2 separate regions of the Mus musculus genome follow, and region 1 is linked to region 2. A link is a contact called in public promoter capture Hi-C data. All regions are on one chromosome and are shown on one strand. The core of a region is the stretch at or near the end of the contact, and the rest is flanking DNA. Distances in the headings are between cores, read along the strand shown. Region 1 holds the start of 1110018N20Rik (a long non-coding RNA gene). Region 2 has its middle 8.7 kb from the start of Stau1.

Region 1 (2,700 bases), core at 9-2,508, 190 kb after region 2:
TCCTCACAACACCAGGACCCGAGACCGCTCCGGAGACCAGGTGAGGGTCGAAGGAGCCAAGCCAGCGGGGTCTGCACCTCCTTGTGCGCCCCCTCCCCACTCTAGCGCAGGAGGGGCGCGGAGTCCTCGGGATCCGCCTGCTCGGTGCTCCCCTCCTGCCCCTCCTCCTCTCTTTCTCCTCCTCCCCCTCCTCCCGCTCCTCCTCCTCGCTCCTCCCGGCGATGGCTTTTTATAACTCCGGGTTCTGCGCCTTTGCCCGGGCTCGGAAGAGAAGGGGTGGGGGAGGTGGGAGGCGGGGAAACCAGCGGAATCTTCTGGCCTTTCGGAGCGTGCCCTCCTCCCGCCACGCACCGGTGATTTCGGGGGGTTCCCGGGCCCTACAGCCCGCGGGGCACACGCCCCGCCCCCAGCCCCGGGGTGGGCCCGCGCCACCCCCCTACCCCGCCACACTCACCCCCAGGGTGGCCGCCTCCCGGGGCCGCGCCGCGCGCATCTCGCCGGCCGCCCGCCCGCGCCCCCGCCCGCGGCAGCGGCGGTCCCGGGGCCGGGCTAGGCCTACCCGGGCCGGCCGGGCGGGCGGGAGGGCGGCGCCGGGGCTGCGGGGCGCGGGCGGGGCGCTCTGCGGGGCGCAGGGACGGCGCGGCCCGGGCGATCGGCGGCGCCTCCGCCTCCACCTCGGGCTCCGGCTCGGCTCGGCGGCGGCCGCGGCTGCCTGCGCGAGATCAACAAGTCGGGCTGAGCTTCGGCTCCGCGCTCGCCGCGATTCTGTCCCGCACTTCGGAGCGCGGCGAGTGGCACCGAGGCGGGACGGCGCCACCTGCGGGTCGGAAACGCGCGCGGCTTAACCCCTCCGTGCCCGGCCCGGCCCTGGCTCAGGCCGCGGGGCCCACCCGGGCTGCTTGACTGCGTCCTGGCCACCACGAGGCTGAGCGCCTACTGCATGCATGCGCTGCACGTAGGACGGGCGTGGGAGATACAGTTGCGAAGCCAACTAGCCTCTGGGTCGCCGGGCTCCCTGGAGAGCGACTGTAAACAGAATTGGAAGACTATGTCAGACAGGCTAGAAGCTGGGAGGATGGGAAAGCTGGAGAAGGCAGGTGGCAATTTTAAATAGCCCTTGCTTTGATTCCATTCCAGATTCTACAAAATCAAATTCTAGATTCTGGAGGAAGGTGGATATTACACCAATTAACAAACCAACAGGCAAAAGAGGTGGGCAGCTGGGTGGTAGCTGTTGAGGAGAAACATAAGGCCAGGTGAAGGGCCAGGGAAGACTCAGAGTTTGCCGGGCCTTGTTAGTCACTCACCCATGGGTGCTAACTTGGACAGCTGCTTCTAGACTGCCGAGGGTCGAGGCTCAACCGAGAGATCCACTGGCCCTGCCTCACCCTGTGCGGTGGGGCCGGCAGGTTCCGGAGTGACTGTAGGCAGGGTTGCATGCAGAAGGGGTCAGGTATCCCTCTGTCAGCCACACTTGGGCTCGGCTGGTTTGTTCTCTGACACACGTATCTGTTGTGCGGTGTTAAGGAGTTAGAGATGCAGCAGAGAACCTTGTCCTGGAGGGGGGGGGAACTTAGTGGGACATGGTGCCCCAAGGTAAGGCTTTCCCATCTCCACCTGGGTTCCTTTGCACTGCATCACGCAAAACTGTTTGTAAGAACCATTCACTCTGGTCAGTTCCCTTCCCAGCTTCTCTCCCTGTGACCTCTGCTCCCAGCTCCCCCATCCCTCCTCTATCTACAGTGCCAAGGCTGTCAGAATGAATGTTCCATTTCCCAAACTGAATGCGGTTGTCAGTGGAGTAAAGCCTCCACGGGTTTTCCCTTGCTCTGGCCTGATAGTTCTGGCTCAGCCCCTCCCTCCTCTTCTCAGTTTGCCCAACACTGAAGAAAAACAAGCATTTTTTTTGTTTGTTCGTTTTAAAGGAGAAAGCTTCGGTCAATCATGAGTACTACTGGGGAGTCATGGGAGCAGGGGAGGCCATGCTGAGAGCGTAACCCAGGAGCTCAGCAGGGCCTCTCAGAAGTGAGGACAGACTCTACCACCATGGTAAGAAGGGAGTGATAGATGTGGGGAGGTAAGAGGAGTTCCACATGGAGTTGTGTCTAGGCTAGAGGCCAAGGGCAAATGAGGGACAGCCATACGCCTCCCTGGCCACCACAGTAACAGCATAGAAAAATACAAGACTTAGCACTCAGGAAGCAGAGGCAGGCAGGTCTCTGTGAGTTTGAGGCTAGCCTGGTCCACAGAGCCCATTCTAGGACAACCAGGGCTACACAGAGAAACCCTGTCTCAAAAAACAACAACAAAAAGGACAATGTAAGATTTGTTTTCCTTCCCTTGCGTCCCTATGTGCGTGTGTGAGAGAGAGGGTTAGGGTTGGTGTCAACTCACCACAAATTAAAGTCACCCGAGCAAACAGCCTCACCTAAAGAATTGTCTTAATTGCTTTAATTGATGTAGGAGGACTGACCAGAATGTGGGTAGCATCTGCTAGTGGGGGACCAGATTAAATAGTGTGGAAGAAGGAAGACCACTTGCCCTTGTTGGCCTGGCCTGGCCTCTTGCTTGAAGCGTTGGACGATGATGATGACGATGACGACGAAGACGATTCCTCCACTGAAAACAGAAGCAGCAGCCATTTCAGGTTTCCATCCTGGACCAAGGACCTTCAAGTCTCCAAGAACTTGCAGATTTTTG
Region 2 (2,741 bases), core at 144-2,643:
AGATTAATGGCAAGCTTTGTAAAGAGATAGGAATAATAAAAAGATTTCGGGGCTGGAGAGATGACTCAGAAGTTAAGAGCACTGACTGCTCTTCTGAAGGTCCTGAGTTCAAATCCTATCAACCATGGGGTGGCTCACAACCACCTGTAATGAGACCTGATCCCAGCACTCGGGAGGCAGAGGCAGGCGAATTTCTGACTTTGAGGCCAGCCTGGTCTACAGAGTGAGTTCCAGGACAGTCGGGGCTACACAGAGAAACCCTGTCTCAACCCCCCCACCCCCAAAAAAAAGATTTCTCTCTCTCTCACACACACACACACACACACACACACACACATACAAAAGTCAAAAATACCAACAGTCAGTTAACAGGAAAGCAAATCTCTATTAATTCCATGAGAAAGCCAGGCATGGCGACTCATGCCTGTGATCTACTGGAAGCCTGAGACAGGAGGATCTCCATGAGTTCAAGGCCAGCCTGAACTCACTGCCTGCTTGGATTCCTTTGTTTGTTTGTTTGTTTGTTTGTTTGTTAATTTAAGATGTACATTTTTTTTTAGATTTTTATTTATGTGTCTAGGTGCTTTGCCTCTGTGTCTGTATGTGAACAATGTGTCAGAGCAGGTGGCCAGATCCCCTTGGGGCTGGAGTTACAGACTGTTGTAAGCCACAGAGAGTGGTGGGTCTTCTGGAACAGCAGCCAGAGCTCTTAACTGCTGATCTATCTCTCAGCTGTTCCCCAGCTGTTGTTCATCTTAGAGACAAAGTCTCAGGCAGCCCAAGGTGGCCTTGAACTCGCCAGTAGGCAAAGATGACCTAGAACTTTCCATCCTCCTGTATCCATTTTCCAAGTGCTGAGATTACAGGTGCGTACCACCCCGTCCTAGTCATGCGGTAGTAAGTGTCAAACCCAAATCTTCCCGTTTGCTAGGCAAGCCCTCTACCAGCTGAGCTGTAACTCCTACCTCCTCCAAAATAATCCCCAAAAAGTCTGAAGGCTGGGCCGGAGAGATGACTCAGCTGCTAAAAGCACTGGCTGGCTGCTCTTCAAAGGACTCAGGATTACCAACACTAACAAGGTGGCTCACAGGCATCGGAAACTTGAGTTTCAGGGGATACAATGCCCTCTTCTGGCCTTTGTGGTCATTACAACTAGATCTACATGCAGGCAAAACACCCATACACATCAAACAAACAAACAAACAAATAAACAAATCAAGCAAGCAAGCAAGCAAGCCCTGCTTGTTTACTTACGGTGCAAGTCTTTAATCCCAGTACTTGGTAGACAGAGAGAGGCAAATCCCCAAGTTTGTGGCCAGCCTGGTCTACAGAGTGAGTACCAGGACATCCAGATCTACACAGAGAAACTTAGTGAGGGTTTCTATTGCTGCAGTGATACCCCATGACCAAAAGACTGCTTGGGAAGGAAAGGGTTTATTTGGCTCACACTTCCACATTACCGTTCATGATTAAAGGAAGTCAGAACAGGAACTCTAACAGGGAAAGACCCGGGAGGAAGGGGCTGATGCAGAGGCAATGGAGGGGTGCTAGTTACTGGCTTACTCCCCACGGCTTGCTCATCCTGCTTGCTTATAGAATGCAGGACCATCAGCCCAAGGATGGTACCACCCACCATAGTCTGGCTCTCTGTCATCAATTACTAAGTAATTACAGCGGGCTCTTACTGAGAGTCCCTCCTTCTTCCTTTCAAATAACTCTAGCTTGTGTCAAGTTGACATAAGGCAAGCCAGCACAGAAACCCTGCCTCAAAAAAATATTAAAATATGTATATATTAAAAGTCTGACAGGACTCTGTGTAGAGATGTTATGAACTCTGCGGCAGAGAGGTTAGATGTAGGTATGTTGAGTTAGTTCTAGGTCATCAAGACAGCCTCTGACACCACAGGTGACCTGGTTAGTTCCCAAATTTAATGCCAAGTAACCCGATGGGGAAAAAAGAACTCCATCAGAGAAGGTAACTAATTTTTTCAAATCCTATTTTTTCAAATTTTTTGTTATATATTTTCTTCATTTACATTTCAAATGCTATCCCGAAAGTTCCCTACACCCTCCCCAAGCCCTGCTCCCCTACCCACTCACTCCCACTTCTTGGCCCTGGCGTTCCCCTGTACTAGGGCATATAAAGTTTGCAAGACCAAGGGGCCTCTCTTCCCAATGATGGCTGACTAGGCCATCTTCTGCTACATATGCAACTAGAGACAAGAGCTCCGGGGTACTGGTTAGTTCATATTGTTGTTCTACCTATAGGGTTGCAGACCCCTTCAGCTCCTTGCGTACTTTCTCTAGCTCCTCCATTGGGGGCCCTGTGTTCCATCCAATAGATGACTGTGAGCATCCACTTCTGTATTTGCCAGGCACTGGCATAGCCTCATACAAGACAGCTATATCAGGGTCCTTTCAGCAAAATCTTGCTGGCATATGCAATAGTGTCTGCGTTTGATGGCTGATTTTGGGATGGATCCCCAGGTGGGGCAGTCTTTAGATGGTCCATCCTTTAGTCTTAGCTCCAAACGTTGTCTCTGTAACTCCTTCCATGGGTATTTTGTTCCCTAGTCTTCAAATCTTTTTTTTTTTTAAAAAAAAACAAAAACAAAACCTCAAGCTTTATTACTTTTTTGGGAACTCTAGTCCACAATTAAAATGCTTAAGCCGTTCGAGAGTACTAATGAGAATGCCTGCCACACAGGCCCGCATGACCAGAGCTGAGGCTCGGCTTCTGC

The links. Promoter capture Hi-C pulls out the DNA fragments that hold promoters and counts their contacts.
Region 1: a contact with region 2 is called in a promoter capture Hi-C map of stem cell-derived epiblast-like cells, with 2.5 times the contacts expected there. The contact joins the promoter of 1110018N20Rik here to the enhancer-like site in region 2. A contact is called at or near these places in 4 of 39 promoter capture datasets (embryonic stem cells, hippocampal neurons and stem cell-derived epiblast-like cells), 2 of 484 Hi-C or Micro-C datasets (embryonic stem cells and rod photoreceptor), 2 of 115 datasets of contacts at active chromatin or transcription factors (embryonic stem cells and large pre-B cells) and 3 of 9 other capture datasets (adipose tissue, liver and pancreatic islet).

What each region holds. Positions count from the first base shown.
Region 1 is chr2:167,189,367-167,192,066 of GRCm38.p6, forward strand. It overlaps 1110018N20Rik (a long non-coding RNA gene), which reads left to right and starts at 1,259. Exons shown (of 4, transcript XR_001783560.2): 1 at 1,259-2,049; 2 at 2,464-2,700. It also overlaps a transcript of Kcnb1 not described here.
Region 2 is chr2:167,003,593-167,006,333 of GRCm38.p6, forward strand. No RefSeq gene overlaps it. Among named protein-coding and RNA genes, the nearest start is that of Stau1, 8.7 kb to the left of the region's middle. Within about 2 kb of position 1,394, at least 50 of the 459 cell types and tissues checked have an H3K27ac peak or open chromatin away from gene starts, as enhancers often do. A contact at or near this core is called in liver and stem cell-derived epiblast-like cells, where this site is marked.